2 separate regions of the Triticum aestivum genome follow, and region 1 is linked to region 2. The links are chromatin contacts, called in public Hi-C maps. All regions are on one chromosome and are shown on one strand. The core of a region is the stretch at or near the end of the contact, and the rest is flanking DNA. Distances in the headings are between cores, read along the strand shown.

The links. A called contact is a pair of places that touch in the nucleus more often than the background predicts.
Region 1: a Hi-C map of leaf shows a contact between it and region 2, with 8 times the contacts expected there. The contact joins the promoter of LOC123044396 here to the promoter of LOC123044394 in region 2. A contact is called at or near these places in 4 of 5 Hi-C or Micro-C datasets (leaf and an unstated tissue).

The regions. Positions count from the first base shown.
Region 1 is chr2B:209,450,992-209,456,085 of IWGSC CS RefSeq v2.1, forward strand. It overlaps LOC123044396 (cysteine-rich and transmembrane domain-containing protein WIH2), which reads left to right and starts at 2,664. Exons shown (of 3, transcript XM_044467127.1): 1 at 2,664-2,875; 2 at 2,986-3,166; 3 at 4,219-4,476. The coding sequence starts at 2,827. The coding sequence ends at 4,264.
Region 2 is chr2B:208,995,102-209,000,280 of IWGSC CS RefSeq v2.1, forward strand. It overlaps LOC123044394, which reads right to left and starts at 3,085. Exons shown (of 9, transcript XM_044467126.1): 1 at 1,625-3,085; 2 at 1,050-1,123; 3 at 927-961; 4 at 683-761; 5 at 502-558; 6 at 272-349; 7 at 48-185. The coding sequence starts at 2,978.

The sequences.
Region 1 (5,094 bases), core at 1,414-3,913, 460 kb after region 2:
TGATCATTATGCTAAGCTAACTGATGGGTCTTGTCCATCACATCATTCTCTAATGATGTGATCTCATTGATCAAATGACAACACATGTCTATGGTCAGGAAACTTAACCATCTTTGATTAACGAGCTAGTCAAGTAGATGCATACTAGGGATACTCAGTTTGTCTATGTATTCACACATGTACTAAGTTTTCGGTTAATACAATTCTAGCATGAATAATAAATATTTATCATGATATAATGAAATATAAATAACAAATTTATTATTGCCTCTAGGGCATATTTCCTTCATATTGAATGCGTTCCCTAAACCCTAAGCCATCCTGTACCTATACCCGACTTACCCGATGGGTACAATTTTTTCTCATTTTATAAACACATGGGTATTTATTTTTTCCAAACCCTTACCCCATAGGGTTTTTGCCCGCTGGGTCGCGGGTTGCGGGTACCCATTGCCATGTTGAGATCAGGCCGGTTGCGTGTCGAAGGATCAAGTTGGTTAGACCCAGGGAACACTTTTACACTTTATATGCTAAAGTTATGAGCATTGTTCTTAAGATGCAAATATGACAGCTACAATATTTTGTATACAAGGGCTTCCCTGATTCATATGAAAAAAACATTTCGCTCAAAAGGTTGAAGGGAGATAGTGCATCAAGTTATTCGCAAGGGCCAACTTGATTCTCTTCCTCGGGGATCCCATATGAGGGAAGGCTAGTGAAGAAGAAATTGAAAGGAGGAGATTTTGTTTCTTTAGAGTTCCACACCGAAAAAATAGCGACCGTCACATCGCTCCTTGGGGCAGCACAAATGGAATCAGTGAGGATTTGAAGTAACAATGTTGTATGAGGATGTGGTTGTACATTGCAAGCTGGTGTTTCAAATATCATATCATAATCATAGGGTTTCAAAAAATACATAAATTGGGTAGGATCGCATGTCTAAACAAAGCATTGTGAAAACACAAGCATGTGCAGAATTTGGGTATTTGATTTGCATGAATAAGAAAAACACAGAATTCCTAAAACACTAGCAAAAGGCCCGTGCATTACACGGAACATCAAGATGCATTTATATGAGTAGTTTATCTTGTGGGAGACAAAGATGAACGAGCGAAGACCTTATCTGCAAATGTGGAGAGGGGTGCGGGTATCTTTTTGCAAAATTGTCATAGCTTACTTCCTATGCGTTAGATATAGATCAGACGACCTATATTGCAAGATGACAGGCACACTATCATCACCATCTTTTTTTATAAGAGTAGAGATATGATCAAATGAAGATCAAATCATATGCAAGATAAGATGAATCTAATATTATGCTTTTTATGGCTTTTGTCTCCTTACTTGTGCACATGAATGTAGAAAAGGTTTGAGTGGATTGTAAAATACCTTTATTTTCCTTCAAAACTCAATTTAAGGAAAATTTCCTCCATTTTTTGTATGGCCAATTCCTTTGAATCAAATAGGTGAACAATGTCACCATAGAAGAAAAAACACTATTCCTATATTTTCTTTCTTTCTTTTTACTATAAATGCGTACATGCAATGGACGTTGATATTACAGAGGAAATTGTTTGCACGTTGATATTAGGTAGATATCAACTGCATGTTAATTATATCTGATTATAGCACAGACATTGATACACTATTTGATATGATATTAATTGAACCCTAAACATGTTGAGCACTAACCATTTGACCAACCTAGAAAGTTGGATATGGCATGACCGAGATTAATTGTATCTGCCCGTGTGTGTCATTTTATATTGTATAGATATATAGATGAATCAAAGAAGTCATGAGTTAGATTTAACAGCAAGATGTCTCAGGGCATGTACAATGGTGTCATCTTAGAAGTGTTGCATAGAATAAATGCTGAGACAAACAAGAGAGAAATCATAAAAAAAGGACTTGCCTTCTTTTAACTAAGAGATGGTCGAAATAAGTCAGTGTACATCTTTTTTGTGGCCGTATGCATCGTTCTGATGCAGAGGCCGGGGAGTCCCCCTTTTCGAAAAAAGGGAAAAAACATCTTTTTTTATTATCTTCTTAGATTACGTGGCGGACTTATTAAAATAAGATTGCCTTATCAACAGTCGTAGCGTGCCGTAAACCAAAATGTGGTTGGTTAGGAGGACAGTGGTATTACTCTGCTCATAAAAATTCAAGCACCAGACTTGACATTGGTGCTTACATTTTCCTAGATTTATTTCAGATCTTTCGGCGATGTGTGTTTAATGGGAGGAGACGTTTTCGTCGACCACGAAGACGACCGTCGCGACTTCATCGGTCTTAAAACGATGTGCCATCTCAATCTCTAGGTGATACTCATAGTGATAGAATGTGTATGGGTTCATAGAGATGAGGTATGCGAACATGGCTCAAAATATCTTTGTTACAGCAAATGCATGTTCCGAGCGAAAAGAACCGCGTGGCCGGGCTATACGCTTGGCAGGTACACCGAAGGAAAAGGAACCAAATCAGGCACTCCTACAGTCCTACCCACATTTGCCAAAAGAAAAACCAGGTAACCATAAATGCACCCGGCCCGGGCGACGCGTTCTGGTCGCAACGGCCAGGCAAGTGCGCGCCGCGGCGAAACCCGGGCCGGGCAAACGCGTCACGCGGCCCCACCAATCAGGCCCATGCGCCCACGTTCGGGACGCGGTTTGGAAAAGGGCGAATTCCGCTATATAAAAACCACCTGACCCGACGCCCACCAAATCACCCAAACCCCAGCGTCTCAAACAAAGCCCTGCTGCGCCTGCTCCGATCGGCGCGAGGAACCAGCGAGAGACCGCGGAGCCAGAGGAGGAGGAGGAGAAGATGAGCTACTACAACCAGCAGCCACCCGTCGGCGCCCCGCCGCCGCAAGGTGCGCACCCCGTCGATTCCCGTCTCCATCGATTCTCTTTCCTTTCCCTGCGCGGTGCCCCTTTCCTCTTTTTGTGCTGAATCTTGGCCTGTGAATCTTTGAATCCTCAGGCTACGGGGACAAGGCCGGCTACCCACCGCCGGGGTACCCTCCGGCCGGCTACCCACCCCCGGCGCAGGGCTACCCGCCGGCCGGCTACCCCCAGCAGGGCTACCCGCCGCAGTATGCGCAGCAGCCGCCGCCCCACCAGCAGCAGCAGCAGAGCAGCGGGCCTTCCTTCATGGAGGGATGGTAAGCTCCTCGTCCCATCTCCTCGATTTTCCCTACCTGCGGTGTCCCGAGCGCTAGATTAGATCAAAGTCCGTCCGGGGCTTGTTCGGAGGGCTGGAAATCATGATCGGCCGGGTCAGATCTGCCTGGGCACACCGGCGGCGTCCCCTTTCCCCGTCGGTGGCCGTCTCTTGCACGTTTGCGTGGGTGGGGACCGCGACTTGACGCGTGAGCGAACCCTCGGGAAAGGGCGAGAGAGAGAGAGAGCAGTCGCGGTCTCAGACGACGTGTCGGTCGCTCCACTCAAAGCACACACGTATTCCCCGCGGCGAGGGGTTGTCTCGTCCCTCATGCCGTGGCATGAACCGTCCGATCTTGAAATTGACGGCTCGGATGCAGTCAAAGTCATCTGTTGTGTAGCCAGCAGCCAGCACTAACCGAAAAAAATGCGTCTCCGCGGTCACGATTTCCGGGAGGCGTTTCACATGCGTTTTGGAGGTCACGATTTCCGGGAGGCGTTTCACATGCGTTTTGGACTGGCATTGAGATGAGATCAGAAAATGTTCGTGGTATAGAAATAGGCTTTTCTCTCTTTAGATTAGATTCCTTCGGGACGACGCAACCTGGGAATCGGGAATTAATATTTCCGTTGACGACGCGGTACTACTACCAAAGAACGGCTCTCCTCTGACCCAAGATTATCAACCAGCTTAATTACAGTACTAATTACGTAGATGCTCACGCACTAACTGTTTATAGTATACTTACCAAAAACAGTTGCAAATTGCATGAAGAATGGCTCTCGTCCCACCGGAGATTCTCGATCAGATTGGTTACAGTACAGTACTAATTATTTAGATGCCCGCGCACTAAACTGTCAGTATATACTCCTATTTTAACAGTTGAAAATTGCGTGCATGGTTGGGCATTTCGAATTAATTCGCGTAATGTTTCATTATGCCGGCCATAGGCATATACTTGTTGCAAATGCTGCCAGTATATTATGCAGCTACTTTATCCTGCCTTGGATGTTCTGTCTCATGATTCCCTTGTTGACATTTTGTTTGCGACAGCCTGGCCGCCCTTTGCTGCTGCTGTCTCCTGGACGCCTGCTTCTGAGGAGGGAGGAGGAAAGACGACGATCAACTTCGTGGAACTGGGACTGAGCTATCCTCTCTGACGGAGAAATGCTGCTAGTAGCTTAATTATTATTTCTCGTCGGGCATTATCGCCTCCTTTGTTTGATCCATGTTTATGAACCTCTCTGCATTGCAACTATTCGCTTGGTTGTCGACTGATGATTATATTATGCCTGGTGCCTTCCGTGTGTATATTCTATATTGTGTCGGTTTATCTCTGTCTCTGGTGGTGGAATCCAACTCGCGGTTGTGGTGTCCAAATTGATTTTTCTGGCACGTCTCCATCGATACTCGCGGTTTAGCCGTCGGGTTGAGTCTGAGGTTTCGACTGGACTGTACTTTAACCGATTCTTCCAATCTCGCCCCGCAGAGCCCGCAGGAATTCTTGACGTGCTATACTTGTTGGAAGTATTAAGGACGTTGTAGGTCTTTTTCTAGCGTTTTACATTGGGTGATTCTTTATATTTTGTGATTGTTTGCCTGCAATCACCAGAGACACCCACTCCCTCGCATGTATTCGTCCCAACACTTCCTATCCAACCGTCTTTATGGTAAGTTTCCATAAGCAAAGGGATGATGGGAGCACCATCTATTCAAAGTGTCGAGGCTAAGCAAAGCACGCCATGTATACAGGCACAGGTCGACGTGTAATCCCTCTTATCTATTACTTGATGATGACATTTTGTTTTAGATTCTCACACTGATGATGACATTACGTTGCCTAATTCCATATCGTGTGTGCGTCACGCCCAACAATGAAGGCACCCACCACCTTGGGCAGCACAGTACAGTGCACCAGCATATGCATGT
Region 2 (5,179 bases), core at 1,835-4,334:
CAAAAGAGGAGATAGCAGAATATCATAAGCTTCACCAATGTTTTTACCTCATGAGGTTCAAACTCACTGTTATAAGTGAACTGCTGTTTTGATGGTGGTGGCTGCTGCCACAGTGCCTGGTAGTTGTGACGACCATGTAGAGGGGCGAACGATGGTGGTGGCTTGCTGAAGTATTGCCGCACTGGCTGGAATGGTACATTCTAATTAATTTTGCTTGATGATGATGAGAAAACAGACAACTGTAAAATAGGGTATATGGAATACAACATACCAGATTGTTTTGGGGCCACAATGAATGCCCAGGGGGATAGCTTGCCGCATCCCACTTTTTGAAGCACTGCTGTTGTGGCTGTAAATGGTGCATTCTAATTAATCTTGCTGAACGATGAAGGGAAAATGGATTGGAAACAGGGCATATGGGATCGATGCATGGCAAAGCGAACAACAGCGCAAGGACGAAATTTGCAAAAGCAAGTTCACAGGGATCTCGGCCAAATATACCTTCTGCTCTTTCTTCTGCTCTAGCTCCCGCTCTAGCTCCAGCACCTTATCGTCAAGCTGTTGCTCGCATCACCAACAAAAGACAGTGAGAGAGAAATCGGATGAGCCGCTGATAATAAACAGAACGCAAATTGGACTGCCATCACGGAAACTTCCGCAGATCGTTTTCAATAGGATGGACCTTGGAAATATGATCATTCTGCATAATAATCCCAGCAGCATTTCGTGCACGCTTGTTTTTCTGAGCCAATTCCAATGGCCTGAGGATCATAAAGTCAATTAGACAAGAGATCCCAATATGGTAATATCAGGTAAAGCTAATCGGCGAATAGCTATCAAATTATATAATGAATTGATCTAATTAAGTCAGATCATAGGTGCCCAGGCCTTAGCAGAAGAGAGGTTCCGTAGAATAAGAAACTTGCCTTTGGATTTTGCTCCTTGGTTCGCAGGAATTGAGCTCACTCACACCAAGCAATGCAGAAGAGATGGCAAGTTACTTGGTGGAATTTTTTTCGTTGAAATAAAAAGTGATAGAAAATACTTACTGAGGTGTTTCTTGGAAAATTTGAAGAGCTGCTAGCATCCCCTGTGATCTTGCGACACGCTGTGACTTCAATGCCTACAGAAACAGCTAAATTCATAAGCAACACCATACTCACAATCCCAGGTTTTTAGGGAACTGGTAAATATGCAGAAGACACACAAAGCAACATGCAGGCATTGGGCAGCCATCAAGTGGGTCCAAATAGCGCCCAGGTTAATTCGCCAAGGCAGTCACAAGAAGAGCATACTCCCCTCGGTATTTTTAACTCCTCATATAAGATTTGTCTGAAATCAAACTTTGTAAAGTTTGACCATATTTACATGTTAAAATAGCAACACCTACAACATTAAAGTTATACAATTATGAAAATTGAATTCATGACACATCTAATGATATTGATTTTGTATTGTGAATGTTGATATTTTTTTTCTATGAAGTTGGTCAAACTTTACAAAGTTTAACTTCAGACAAATCTTATATGCCGGAGTAAAAAAATCAGAGCAAGTAATAACTAAGTAGATAAGGATTGTCAGCATTGCATAGGCATGGCGAACAATAAGAGCAGGTAACAGTTACCTGGAGTCATATCCAGATGGCGGGACAATGCACAGACACGGAAAGGATGTTCAGGGTCATAGCGAAAGTGGTAATAAAAATCATCCGGAAGATAATACTTGCCAACTGCTTTCACAGCCTTGTTTCGTAAGTCAACAGCGGCCACACATCCATCCTTGTTACTGGGTTCCACCATAGATTTGAGATAAAGAATATCGTCACCATCCGGGCTCAGGATGGGGAAAGCTGAGTAGAGGTCCATGAATGTCAACTTTTCTCCCTTTAGCCCGGGCAACAAAGATGAATGCGCTGATCCGTCAACAACCAAGATGTCAGCGACATTGACAGCGCATGTCTGGCGCCAACAGTTGGACGAAACTGTCCGAGTCCATGTGACAGCCCTCCAGGCACCCCCAAAGGACGGCTGCTTGCAATGCCAATCCACGGCTTTGCGCTCGAGCGACATGATCAAGTCTGAATCGTAGATAACATCACCCTTGTCGCTCCGGCTTTCAGGAACAAGATTCTCCATCTCAATAAACTTGAGCACGCCATCAACCCATGAGAGATCCCGAAACCACCAGAGATTTGGGTGAGATTCGCCCTCTAGTTTTTTGCTTCTCTCTGCGGTGGGAGGGGGAACGGGACCTTTTAGTTTGTATCTGTTCCCAGGCAACAGCTCCGGCAGCGGGATGAAAGTGAGACGCACCTGATCTTGACGCAGGTCGCACATCAGCAGGCCCTGTGACAAATCAACCCACCCTAGTAGGCCTTCTTCTCCAAGAGTGATCACCTTGTCGGGCATAATCCTGTCGACCCCAGGACATGGATTGGGCAGGGTCCTGGTGCTCCATGATTTTCTCTCGGACGAGTAGATCCGAAGGTAATAGTCATCCGACAACGGGTCGAGGCAGAGAGCGGCCACGAGATACTGGCTGCCGAGCTGCAGGACGCCGAACTCCCTGACCCCCCGCAGATCATCGCGGTCGCCATCACGATAATCGTAGGGAGGAAGAATCGGGTCGAGCAATGGTGACTCACCGGCCTTGTAAAGGAAATATTCGGATGTGGCGCGGCGGTCGAAGACGGCGCGGATGAGAACGAAACGGCCCGCCGCGCCGACGCCGACCACGTGTGGCAAATCTTTGAAATTGCAGTACGGCCCGTCTTGAAAATGAGGGGGTCTGCAGCAGTGGATGGAGAAGATGGACAATTGTGGTGGGTCGGCCATCCAGAAGGAGACCGCCATGGTGAAGCCATCCTTGGATTCGGCTGTGGCCGTGGTCTCGTTCCTGCTGTCGGTGAGGCGCGGTTTCCGGGAAAGGAGAATTGAGGCCAGCCGACGCCGACGGGAGGCGTTGGCGGCGTCGCCCATCACGACGGGGCTTCCGATTATGGTGGGGATTGTGGGGGATCTGGTGGCGTCGCGGGACAGGAAGGATTTGGGGATTAGGGTTATCTCTCTTCTCACGACCCCGAGGCCTCCTATGCAGCGCTTTATGCGCCACGAAAGCGCTATGGCGCTCGAAGCCGGGCCGCGGCCCAGTATCTCGCACGCCTTGGCGGCCGTTGCCGGGTCGATGCAAAGATCACTCCAACTTTTCAGATTGCGACAAGTGGCGCACATGCATCGCGTCACTTGTCGCAACCTGATAATTTTTTTTAGGTCCGTTTATTCAAAACGTTTAATCTCTCAAACCGTGTGTCCAAATTTCAAACCGCTTTCATCGTTGGATTCTTCGTATCGAGGTCTTCAAAATTAAATTCCATGTTGATAGGTTTTGACGAAAAAAATTCACAAAAAATGGCCAAAAAAACCGGATGAAAAACCGAGCCGGGAGCGCGGGTTTTTTTCCTTTTCCGAAAGAGGAACGCCTGTGCCTCTCACGAAATCACAACCGCGTCTCTCGCGGAAGCAAAACCGTGACTCTCACGGAAGAAGAAAAAAGAGAAAACACATTTTTTTCCCGTTTCCGAGGAGGCACGGCCGTGACTCTCGTGAAAGCACACCCGTGCCTCGCGAAGCAAAACCGTGACTCTCGCGAAAGGAAAAAAACAAAAAAACGTGTTTTTTTTTGTTTCCGAGAGGCACGACTGTGATTCTCGCGAAAGGAAAAACGCGTTTTTTTTTCGTTTCCAAGAGGCATGGCCGTGACTCTCGTGAAAGCACAACCGTGCCTCTTGCGGAAGCAAAACCGTGACTCTCGCGAAAGGGAAAAAACTGAAAACACGTTTTTTCGTTTCCAAGAGGCACGGTCATGACTCTCGCGAAAGCAAAACCGTGTTTCTCGCGGAAGCAAAACCGTGACTCTCGCGAAAGGAAAAAACATGTTTTTTCGCGCAAAAAGAAATTTTCGAAAAAAATTGTCGAAAAGCTAAGGAAGACCGGTGAAAAACCAAAACGTAAAAAAACCGAAAAAAAACTGTTTAAATAACAGAAAACGCGTGCGGAAAAATAAAACAAATAAAATCCGAAGGGAGCGTCCAGAGCGCGACACGTGGCAAATGGCTGAGAGCGCGCCAAGCGGCGCTGATCGTTGCGAGGCTCCCGAAGGAGAGCTCGTTAACTAGTGGCTCCCTCCTAACATTTATGGCTACTAGTAAGGGCGTGTTTGGTTGCCCGCATTGAGCCCAACTAGGCCCGCGCAGTAAGCAAGAGGCCTGTTTGGTTGCTCGGACTCACTGTTGGGCCTGCATCGCACGCTTCTTAAAACAGCCTAGAGTCTGGCTCGCTGGAAACGCTTGGCTCGGCAGTTTCTTGTGGAGAGTGCGGCGCGAGGTCGCACGAGCGGGTGCGACGCGAGGGCGAGGGGGATAGCGGGAGATGGAAACCTGGCGCGCCGTCCCGGCGCCAAATCTAGCCTCACCCCCTTACACTCGCTCACCCATAGCCAGTACTCGTTGGGAGAATAACTGGGATGATCCGGAAGGGCTCGTTGTGCATCCGTTTCTGTTGCAAGATTTGATGGAGATCAGAGAAGGTGAAAAGAGAGGGGAATCAGAAGGCGCATGATCCGGAAGGGCTTGTGTCGGCTGCTTTTTTTGAGACAAACTTGCGAAGCTTTATTCAACCGTCACAATGTTTACAAGGATGAACAAAAGATCGCGGGGGGTGGCCTAACCAAACATGACGGACAGTCCCCAACGTTAACGCATGCTTCGCGAGGTTGTGGGCCTCAAAGTTCGAGGTCCGAAATTCATGACTAAAAATGCAAGAAGTGAAAAAACGAGCTCTCTCCGTTATTTCATGCACCAGTGCTCCGTACGATGCTGTTGTTCCTCCTCTAATCGCCTCCACCGCTACCATGCAGTCCGAGGCGATGAAAACTTTATGCTCGTACAGGTCCTCGGCAAGCGCCGGTGCTTCCCTGGTAGCTAGGACTTCCAAAACCTCTGGATCTTCTATGTTGTTGAATATAACTGCCGAGGACCCCTAATACACCCCTGATGCATCGCGGCAAATGGCTCCCACAGCCCCAAATTCACATGCACGCGACACTGCCGCATCAACATTAATTTTAACATGATTCTCCGGTGGCGACTGCCAAGTAGCTGGGCGAATAGTTGGTGCTGCCA